Regions from separate parts of the Sus scrofa genome. Here regions 2 and 3 are each linked to region 1. A link is a contact called in public Hi-C and promoter capture Hi-C data. All regions are on one chromosome and are shown on one strand. The core of a region is the stretch at or near the end of the contact, and the rest is flanking DNA. Distances in the headings are between cores, read along the strand shown. Region 1 holds the start of PRKCE (protein kinase C epsilon type). Region 2 overlaps PRKCE (protein kinase C epsilon type). Region 3 overlaps PRKCE (protein kinase C epsilon type).

Region 1 (3,483 bases), core at 737-3,236:
AAATTTGGAGGTTATTGGTTTTAAGACTGCTTAGTGCCACTGAGATGGCAATAGATTCTATTTAATATATTTGGGCTTCTTGCCCAAATTGGAGAAGTGGGGGAATATAATACCATGCAAAAAGTTCAAGTTTAGTGTGTCTTTAATTCTAAATATATTTTCTGTTCAACATACAGGAGAGGAGGGATTTTGGCCAGTGTCTTTCAATCTTTTCTTCTCTGTTTTCAGGCAAGATAGAACTCATCCAACAAAAGAGTAGAAGAAGGTATGAAACACTCAAGAATCCCTAACTTTACGAAAGAAGTCTGTGCCTTTCTCAACTCCCCCACAGGGCTGGGGCTGGAGTGAGGCACAAAATTTCAGGGATGCCAATAAACTCAGCAATACAAATAATTTTTTAATGTGATATTTAAAATTATTCAAAATTTGAATATTATGTTCATCCTGGAGTTCTACATTCGTTTTGATTTTTTAAAAAAATATTGCATTAAAATATTTTTTATCTTGATGGCTGAGTTTGTTGGTAGCCTTTCAATTCTGCCTCTTTGTCAGGCATCTCACTCATGTCTAGCTCTGGCTCTGCTTCCAAATGCCTTTGTAGATCCAGCCCTATTTGCCAGTGTCTCCCATCACATGCCTTATGAAGGGGGAAGCATTAAATAAGAATAGAATGGTGGAAGGAAGAAGCAAGAAGGAAAATTTTCTGATGATCAAAGAAATCAAACGTGAGCAGCAATGAGATATCCCACGTGTGCTTTGTCAAACTGACAGACTTTAAAATAAGCCTGCAGCTGGTGGGAGTGGCCCTGGAAGGCACAACTTTTATATCCTGGCTTTTAACATGTGAATGGTCTCCACTGTCCCTAAGACTACACACCAGCATTCTCTGTACTTTGCCCCTGCATCCAGGAGGCTGGGCTTCAAGAAATTACTTGAAAGCTGGGGAAGAGAGCAGTGGCTGCAGGCCTTAGGAGAGGTTTTGCCACCACCACCTTGGCACTTTTCTGATCATTTCTGCAACCTGTGTGCGGCTCTGGGTATCCCGTTGTTCCAGGGGACTGCCTCTTTCTTCGCTTTTAAGCTTTTTTAAGCCTTTGAGCCACAGGCGGTGATAACCTTTTACCAGTGAGAAAAAGTGATCGAGAGGTAGGTTTTACATTTTGGCCGACGCTAACCAGACTCACAAGATAAACACTCAGCTTACCACGATCCCTACAAACGCCCTGACTTGACTTGGCACAAGGGTGAGGGCCGAGGTTTTCTTTTTCCGTTTGCACAACAGGTTGGGGAGATGACCTCTTCCCAGCTCTGTCCTTCGGCGGTTCCAACCAGGGCCGCGCCTGGGACCTCCGCGCTCTCCGCCCCGCCCTCCCAGGTTCGCGTCCCCAGGCGCGGGGCCGTCCCTCTCCGGGCCGCCTTCCCTGTCCCCCGCTCCCCGCGGAGGAAATTCTTCCCCAGCAGCCCAGGGCTCGACTCACGTGATCAGCCGCAGCCGCGGCTTCCAGCGAGAGTTTAAAGGTTACGGAGGAAATTAGCACAGAGCCACTCGCCCCCCCCCCTTTCCCCCACCTCCCGCCATCCCGGTGGACGCGCCCCGTTTTCGGGCAGCTCGGACGGCCGCTGTCAGCGCGCTGCCCAGAGCCCTGTCCCCCAAAAGGGCATAGGCAAGGTCCAGAGTAAATATGAAGTCACTTTGTAGAGAATAAACAAACACAAAACGGAGCCAGGGAGCTACTAAGCTTTCACTTGTCAACAAGTTCTTGCAGCCGGAGAAGTCCAGGGCAGACCCCCAAAGGGAGAACGTCCCCAGAGAATGGGAAGAGACGATACATGTTTTAAAACACATACCAAACCTTGCACAGCCTTCCCTTTCCCCCTTCCCCCACCACCGTGGAGCGGAGCGTCTCCGGACAGAATGACAGACAGACCGGCCAATACTCCGCAGGCTGCCCTAGCCTGCCAGAGTCCGAGTAGAGGTGGGGCTGGGGGAGGGTCTCGCGTCCTCTCCGGCAACACGACCCCCGCCACTCCTCCACCCCTGGTTCTAAAAGAGTGTTGGCGGCCGAGCCCGGAGAGATGCGCGACCCACTGGTCCCCGGGCGGAGACCACAGACCAGGTACGGATAACTGGCGGGCCCGTAGCCCCGCCCTCAAGGCCGCCACTCCCCGGGGTCCCGCGCGGGGTCCCCGCCTGGCTCCCCGGCCCGCCGCCGAGACCCAGGCAGGCTCGTCTGCTCTCTGTAGTCCTCTCCTCTGCTCACTTTTCCCGTATTGCTCCCCCAACCGGCAAAACTTTCTATTTCCCCAAACACAGGAACGCGCGCGCGCGCGCGCGTACACACACACACACACACACACACACACACACACACACACACACACTGACGTCTTTTGCGCATTTCCTGCATTAGAGGGAGGGAGACTCGCTCGCACACCGACGGAGGGAGAAGAGACCGAGGGGGAGAGCGGGCGGCGAGCGAGCGGCGGCCGAAAGCGGGGACGCGGGGAGCGGGGCGGGCGGGCGCCGGCGCCCGGGAGGTGGGGCCGCGCCGAGTCGCAGTCCCGGCCCCGCCGCCGCGCTGCGCACCGCCCGGTGCCGGCCTGCGCCCCGAGCCCGAGCGGCGGCCACCCCGACTCCCGAGCCCGCGCGGATGTGAGATTCACGGCTCCTGGCGCCTCCTGATCGCCGACTGCGGCGCGGCGCGTCTTCGTCCAAGAGGAGGCGGCCGGGCTGGCCGTGTGGCTTGTGGATTTTTAAAAATTTGGCTCCGAAGAGGACCATTTCCTCTCGACATGCATCCCTCCGGATAGACTGTACATCCCTCGGTCCATCCCCCGCCCCGCGCGGTCAGAGGCAGGCGCTGGGTGTTCGAAGAGGATCCGGGTTGAAATCTGCGCCCCCGGTTCAGGTCCCCGCCCCGTCCCACCGCCCCCTTCTCCTCCCGGAGTCGAAATTTCCCGGGGATTATGTTTCGGAAAGGTAGGTAAGAGCCGGGCGCGGCGCCCGCTTCCCGCAGCCCGGACTCGGAGAGCCAGCGAGGCAACGAGACAAGCCTCCGCGGCTTGCAGCGAAGCCGACAGCTCGTCTCCTCTTCTGGAGGTGCTGCTGGTGGTAGGGGGGAGAGACTTGCTCCAAACACGGACATCCCCCAGCTCTCCCCCCCTCCCTCTTTTCCGTTAGGAACCCAGCGAGGAAATACATGCACTGGCTGAGAATCGCCCGCGCCAGGGCGCAGCGCTACAAGGTGTAGGGAGAGTGTGGGGTGGGGCGAGAGGGGACCCAGGAGTCCCTGTGGCTCGGAGCGCCGCGGCGTCGGTTCTTCGTTCCTGCCCTCGGGGCGGACGGAGTGACCCCGGCTCCCACTCCCCGCCCCGACCATGGTAGTGTTCAATGGCCTTCTTAAAATCAAAATCTGCGAGGCCGTGAGCTTGAAGCCCACAGCCTGGTCGCTGCGCCATGCGGTGGGACCCCGGCCGCAGACT
Region 2 (3,483 bases), core at 594-3,093, 290 kb after region 1:
GCATCTACCACTTGTATTTTGAATTCTGCAGATGCTTAGACCTTCCCGTATGGATCCTTTAGGTAGTGATCTTGAGAAAGGAGATGTGCTCCCTGAGGGATGAAGAGCGTAATCCCTTTTGGGAAGAAGAGATTCAAATTCTGTCAATTTTTAAAAACCTGCTTCTTTAAAAATTTTCCCATTGTTGGGCGTTCCTTTTGTGGTGCAGCGGAAGCAAATCCGACTAGTGACCATGAGGTTGCCAGTTTGATCCCTGGCCTTGCTCAGTGGGTTAACCATCTGACATTGTCCTGAGCTGTGGTGTAGAACGCAGATGCAGCTTGGACCCCATGTTGCTGCAGCTGTGGTGTAGGCTGGCTGCTGTAGCTCCAATTCGACCCCTTGCCTGGGAACTTCCATATGTTGTGGATGTGGCCCTAAAAAGCAAAAAAAATGCCATTGTGTGTAGCTTTGTAATGGTACTTCAATAAAAATACACCTTGGGGGGTGGTTAATAGATGGTGGTGGTGGCCTATCACAGGTGTATTCCTTGACCTACCCCCAAGGTCATCTGCAGAATACCCTGTGACCTCCTATCTCTCTCTGCCTGGGGGTGACCTAAGCCACGGCGTTATGGGGTAGGGGCTAAAAATCTGATGGCCTCCCCCTTTAGGTGGTTTGATTTTAGGAAAATTCCTCTTAGTTGTCCATCATTATTCTGATGGTAGCTGCCAGTTTTCAGCCACGTGGAGGTTGTACATTTGTAGAAGCCAGTGTGGATGTCTTGGATGAAGGGGGTGTTGGCTGGCAACTCAGTGCATCTTGTGGGTTTTTGAGAACCAGGATGAGTATTTTATTTTCCAAGAAAGGACACAACCGAGAGTAAGAGGTGATGCTATTCATGATGACGCTGAGAAAACAGGCAAAATTCAGGACCCTGTTGGGTGAACCCACGTTCTCCCTCCTACCCTATCCCTGTCCTGAATTTCCTGCATTGTTTTTATACTTGACCTCTGGGTCCCTTTTAACATCCCACCCTTCTCAGCCCCATCAGCCCTTCCAGAAACTCTTTGTTCAGTGAGCAAACCTTTTCTGGCCTCTCGTCTTCATTCTTTTCTGTGGACCTCTTCTCTTTGGCCTAAACTTTGCCTTTTCCTGATTATTTGACCATGAATTCACTGTATCATGCCTTACTCAGCAACTTTCAGAACAAAGGCAAAAAGGCACAAATCTGCTTAAACTAAGTGTGTATTTGCAGATATACACAGTACCAGTTTTCTTGCTCGCTCATGTACAATCTCAAGGACCTTGGCCCCCTTCACGATAGACGACACTGTGAACAGCCAGGGCAGAGGCTGGTGCTCCTTCCCAGTCAGGAGAGGCGGCTTGGAGCTCTCTGCCCGCACGGAGTCCTGTGGCCGAGTCAGCACTCAGGAATCCAGCGCAGTAGGCTAATTCCCCACTGGCTCCAACCCCGTCCAACCCCAGTGAGATCCAACCCAGAGCACCCCGCCAGGGTGGAGGAGGTGCAGGACTGCCACTTTCCAAGTTATTTTTTCTCCTGGAAAATATGTAAAAAACAAAAACAGACCACTCGGCACCATACTCCCCTGCACCTGCTCCCTGTGGTCACTGTGAGTCCTTAGTGGCATAGTGGAGGTTGGTGCATCTAGAGAAAGAGAAATTGGATAGAAATGTAAAATATTATTAAACCTCTGACGAGTTTATCTTGGTAGTGGTCCAGTAGTGACAGACAGGAGACAGGCTTGTGTAAAGCCAGCAGCGTCGCCTTCCTCGGGGTCACTATTTACACTCCCCGATAAGCAGCCTTACTGTCAGGTGGTCATGCCTGGGAGTTGACCTTTCCACAGCTCTGTCATCATTTTATAGCCCACAATCCTGGAGAGTAGAATCAGAGCGCTCTCTTTCAGTAGATTACAAAAGGCTTTCAAGGAGACATTTCCAACCCTGTGTCATTAAGAGAAAATGCAAGGACAAAAAACAAAAGTGTTTTACTTAAGTGACTCCAGTGGCTGTTAGTTAGTGTACTTTTGAGTCCTGCTTGCCGTAGATCATTGCGGGGACCTGCTGTTGTTGCCGAGATGTGGGTGTAACCCATCCCCTCACCAGGCTGGGCTGCCAGTGAACGGCTGGCAAGTACATTCAGGGAACACGTGCACACACCCCCCCTCGCCCCCGTGTAACCCCAGAGTCTCCTGGCTTAGCTGAACTCATGTTTAGAACTCATCTCTGGCCGCTGCCTTCTATCCCTCACTTAGTGGCTCCTAGAAACTGCCATCTGCACTGCAGATTGGAGGCCGTCCTCATTTGAAGACAAGCACAGACCCCATTTCCAGCCCAACCCCTGCCACTTGAGCCTGCATGTCTGTGAAAGGGGTGAGAAGCTGGATCAAGGGCCATTAGGGTTGAGAGGCGTGGCCTCCAAAGTCGTGTTTGCCTACCGCTTGGGCCAGGCTGGGTGAGCCACCGAGAAATGGGAAACAAACAATAGGCTTTCCATTCGTATCTACTCTCTTACCTAAGGACAAGAAAATAATTTCAACTTTTAACTTTTGAATATTTATTTTTTCCATTATATTTGGTTTACAGTGTTCTGTCAATTTCTACTGTGCAGCGAAGTGACCCAGAATATATATACATTCTTTTTCTCACAGTATCTTCCATCATGCCATTTTAATATTCGTTATATGAATTGCCAATTCTCTATGTTTATAAGAAAGTAAACCCATCTATCAAAAAGTTTTTACTGATATTTGCAGCCCAAAATATTTGAAGACCTTTGGCTTAGTCCAACCAGGTCCAAGGAATGGAAGAAGCAGAGTGCCTTTTTTTGTTTTTTGGTTTTTTTTTTAGGGCTGCACCTGCAGCGTATGGAAATTCCCAGGCTAGGGGTTGAATCGGAGCTACGGCTGCCGACCTATACCACAGCCACAGCAACGCGGGATCCAAGCCATGTCTGGGACCTACACCACAGCTCACAGCAACACCAGATCCTTAACCCACTGGACGAGGCCAGGGGTCAAACCTGTGTCCTTATGGATACTAGTCAGGTTTGTTACCACTGAGCCATAACAGGAACTCCTGCAGAGAGCTTGTTAATCAGAGCCAGAGTGAAGGTGATTACGTGTGTTCAGGGCTATGCACACACAGGCTGCACACACAGCAGCATGTGCACACTCATGCTGATGCTCACACTCACATGCTTATATTAACACACACATCACTTGCGCATCGCCCCTCCCTTCACTCACACCCTCACTCCCACTTTTATTCATTCACAAACACGAACACTCCCACGCTCCCCCCAACTCTCACACCCAAATACACACCACGTGATCTCGGACACAATGTGCCTTTTGCTTAATAGCCTACAGCAAGTAAAAATTTAACAAACACCTGTTCCCCTGGGAAAGCCGTAGCACAGTTAATCCCTTGGAGAAGCACTAGTGTCCACTTGCTGTCCGACTTAACCCACTCCGAGGG
Region 3 (3,483 bases), core at 277-2,776, 270 kb after region 1:
AAGTACCCTTATCCCTCTTTTATGAATGAGGCTTGGCAAGTACTTTTTTCCCCGGAGTCGCTCTCCATCCCATGTATCCTAGGGCCAAAATCCCCAGCTGCTTTCTGATCCTAGATCCTTGTTTCTGTCACTCACAGCATCTGGGAAAGCTGGAACCCCATAAAAATCTGTGAAGGCATGACTTCAAGAATCCCTGTTAGCATTTCATTTCCTATGAGTGTGATGGAGTGGGAAAGAACTGGACTAGATGTCCCCAAATTCAGTTCCTGCCTGGAATTGTCACCTGTGCCTCAGTTCACATTCCTGCTTGAACTTCTGGACAACCTGCCACCCACTCCCTTCCCACTGTCTTCATTAAACCCTTCCTCCTGGGCCACCCTCACCCCAAGGCCATGTGGCTGCCCTCTTCTGGGCAGCTGGCTACCCAGGGTGCCTCCAGCTCAGACCTGCACTTCCCACCAGGCCAGAGCCACTCTTTAATAGAGTCGCGCGGGCTGATCCTCCAGCGTGTGTTGCTAAGCAGCTGGCTTTCGGTTGCCTGGAGATTATCATGGAGTTGAGACCACGCGGTGGTAACGTGCATCTCATCTTGCACTGGTGTGTGCTTGAACGCCTGAGAACCACCAAACCTTTCTCTTGTGGCTCTGATTTTATGTTAAATCCCTGTAACCTGAGGATCCATCCTTCACATATTAGTCCTTGGAAATAATTGCACAAAAGATCGTGCTCTGATATCCTTGGCTTTATAGGGATCTGCAGTTCTTCAGGATGTAAGAGGGGAAAAAATACCACACACCCTTCATAAAGCAGGATAAAGGGAAGCAACAGGAATTGAGCCTTTGTGCTTATAATGGAGGGAAGGGAAATGGTGCACTTTTGTATTTTCTTCAGACGGACTGTTGATGTGTATGGGGAGAAATCACGAGAGGAATAGGCCTTGCTGCACAGGGAGCATTTCAGCAAGTTCCCGTGGGAGCGACTCGGGCACTAAAAGTCTTCTAGAAAATGCAGAGATGGTGGAGTTCCCCTTGTAGCTCAACAGGTTAAGGACCCGACATTGTCTCTGTGAGGATGCAGGTTTGATCCCCAGCCTCGTTCAGTGGGTTAAGGATCTGGCGTTGCTTCAAGCTGCAGCGTAGGTCACAGATGGGGCTTGAATCTGGGAACTTCCGTATGCTATGGGTGCAGTCCTGAAAAGAGAAAGAAAGGAAGAAGGAAAGGAAGGAAAAAAAAATGCAGACACCATAGGTCCCTGGACCTCTTGGGCTGATGCTGTGACACATTGATTTTTTTTTTTTTTTTGACATTGTGACAACTTATATATCCAGAGATAGCAGTACTGGTTGATTTGGGAGGATTTAACCCACCATTTGGCTAGAAGTGCATGTGTGTGCCCCTAACAGTGCCCAGGAGGAGCTGCTGAGAACCCCCCCACCCCCAGGTCCACAGAACAGGGTTCTGAGGTCTGGGGAGGAAATGCCATGTGGGGTTGGTAGGCTCTGCCACTCTGGCCTGCCACTTGTCATTTTGACACTGGCCTTGGCAGTGGAGCAGACGAAGCTCGGGGACTCCTCCAGTTTCCGCCAGCCAGCCAAGTGTGTTTTTGTCACCTCTTCGTGTTCCCAGCCCCGTTTCAGAGGCTGTGGCAGATACAGGAGCACAAGACACGTGATTTCTGCCCCCAGACTAGTTGAGAAGACACCCGTGAAACGGCGTCTGATGGTGTATAATTAAGCGCTGACTTTTGCAGCACAGACTTTGCGAGGCAGGAACACAAAGCAGCGATCTCGCCCTCAGGATCCGAGGGGTCCAGAAGGCTCTGTGGGAGGTGGGACTGGAGCTGGCCTCGGAGGAGGATGGATGCCTCTGAGCAGAGGGGAGGGAGGGAGGAAATGCCAGGCAGGAGGAGCCTGGTAAGCAGAGGCGCAGGGGTTGGCATGAGCTTGGAATGTGGCAGGAATGTGTGGGACCCATATTACCAGAGCCAAGTGTTCTTGGTGGCAGCAGGCGACATGGGGAAAGGGGGTTATTGGAAGCTTTGTGAAGGGTGACTGGAATAAGTCAACATTTAAATGTGAGTTTGCTGTGTCCTGGCTCCTTGGAGATGTTGAGAGGGGTGTGAGCCCTCCGTCCGCGGGCCCTGATTCCCGAGAAACAAATGGACCCCCAACCCACTGGGGACATTCTGCCTTCTCTCCTGTGACTTCATTCTGCAGAGCCTTCCTCCAGAACCTCTCCTTGTGGGTGGGGAGCAGACAGTGGAATGGACTCTACAGGCCTGGCCATCTAGTCGCTAATTAATTGGTTTCTTGATCATTGTAACAAAAGGGAACAAGTAGACTTTTGTTGGGGGAGAGGTAAAACAAATACATCCACTGCCAGAAGAAAGCAAGCCTCATGCCAAATTGAAGGCGTTCTTTGCCAGACCAGTTGTTTTTGAATAGTAAGGTGAAGGACTGAGGCACAGGAGATGCTAAGAACACGGGGAGCGCTAGGGTCAGTTGGAAGGAAGCGTGCTTCGCTGTAGCAGGTGTTCTGCAGAGACTGGATGGCAGGAAGGCTGGCAGTGCAGGCTCCCACTTGGACTGGGTCCGGGCTCTGCCTCCTCCCAGCAGCGGGGGACCTTGGGCTGGTTAGTTAACTCACCTGGGAAAATACTCATACTCCCCACCCCGACCCCTGCCCGCTTCCTGGAGCTATAATACTTACAGGATTGGAGACACATAAAGTGTTTGGAAGAGTGCTCAGCAAATAGTATGTGCTCAAGTAAATGTTAGAAGTGCCATTTTATTACGGGCCTCAAACACAGCACTGAGAAAAAAAAAATGGGCATTTCGTTCACTGTTGGTGGCAGCGAGGAGTTCCACGGAAATTGCCTGGTGGGAGAAGCGAGGCTGGATGTAGAACATGAATTGAGGGCAGCAGGATGGAGGGCATAGGCCAGGGACCAAGGCCAGGCCCGGGCTGTGCAGAAACCAGCAGAGCCAGGATGCCTCAGCAAGCTGGGATGTGGACAAGGGACCAGCCTGAGGGCCTGTGGCATCCAGGGCTGAGAAGCCGGAGTTCTTGGGTTGCTCAGTGATGGAAACTGAGCAACACTGAAGAGGGTCAGAGCAGACGGGCAGGGCGGGCAGGGTATTTAAAGGTATCCAATTCTGCCTCAGAGCAAGCTTGCTAAAGTCTTCAAGGAGAGAGGAATATATGGAGCCTGATGTCAGGCAGCCGGGACCTGAGCCGGGACTCTTTTAAGATGTCCTGTTTTTCAGTTTTCCTTTCTTAAAGGCAAATTGTGCTGATAACGTCACCTGATCTCACTAAGCATCCTGCCTTTCTACCATCAATTAGTATCAGCAGGTATTTACTGTGCACCTAAGATATATCAGCCCAGCACTGAACCCAAGAAAGACTTCGGGGGCACAAGCTCAGGGAGCCCACAGGCTGGTGAAGCATCACTTAGACTGAGGTTGCTTTTCTCAAGAGCTA

What was found. Promoter capture Hi-C pulls out the DNA fragments that hold promoters and counts their contacts. Hi-C and Micro-C count contacts between places; a contact is called where the count stands out from the background.
Region 2: a contact with region 1 is called in a Hi-C map of liver, with 4 times the contacts expected there. The contact joins the enhancer-like site here to the promoter of PRKCE in region 1. A contact is called at or near these places in 4 of 5 promoter capture datasets (fetal liver, fetal skeletal muscle, liver and 1 more), 33 of 47 Hi-C or Micro-C datasets (adipose tissue, alveolar macrophages, blood and 16 more) and 2 of 2 datasets of contacts at active chromatin or transcription factors (alveolar macrophages and skeletal muscle).
Region 3: a contact with region 1 is called in a promoter capture Hi-C map of skeletal muscle, with 8 times the contacts expected there. The contact joins the enhancer-like site here to the promoter of PRKCE in region 1. A contact is called at or near these places in 2 of 5 promoter capture datasets (fetal skeletal muscle and skeletal muscle), 4 of 47 Hi-C or Micro-C datasets (adipose tissue, brain and skeletal muscle) and 2 of 2 datasets of contacts at active chromatin or transcription factors (alveolar macrophages and skeletal muscle).

The regions. Positions count from the first base shown.
Region 1 is chr3:94,863,052-94,866,534 of Sscrofa11.1, reverse strand. It overlaps PRKCE (protein kinase C epsilon type), which reads left to right and starts at 1,986. Exons shown (of 16, transcript XM_021088295.1): 1 at 1,986-2,117; 2 at 3,182-3,483. The coding sequence starts at 3,379.
Region 2 is chr3:94,573,676-94,577,158 of Sscrofa11.1, reverse strand. All of the region lies in intron 3 of PRKCE (protein kinase C epsilon type), which reads left to right. Among named protein-coding and RNA genes, the nearest start is that of PRKCE, 290 kb to the left of the region's middle. Within about 2 kb of position 1,843, at least 36 of the 83 cell types and tissues checked have an H3K27ac peak or open chromatin away from gene starts, as enhancers often do. A contact at or near this core is called in adipose tissue, embryonic fibroblasts, fetal liver and 6 more, where this site is marked.
Region 3 is chr3:94,589,399-94,592,881 of Sscrofa11.1, reverse strand. All of the region lies in intron 3 of PRKCE (protein kinase C epsilon type), which reads left to right. Among named protein-coding and RNA genes, the nearest start is that of PRKCE, 270 kb to the left of the region's middle. Within about 2 kb of position 1,526, at least 7 of the 83 cell types and tissues checked have an H3K27ac peak or open chromatin away from gene starts, as enhancers often do. A contact at or near this core is called in skeletal muscle, where this site is marked.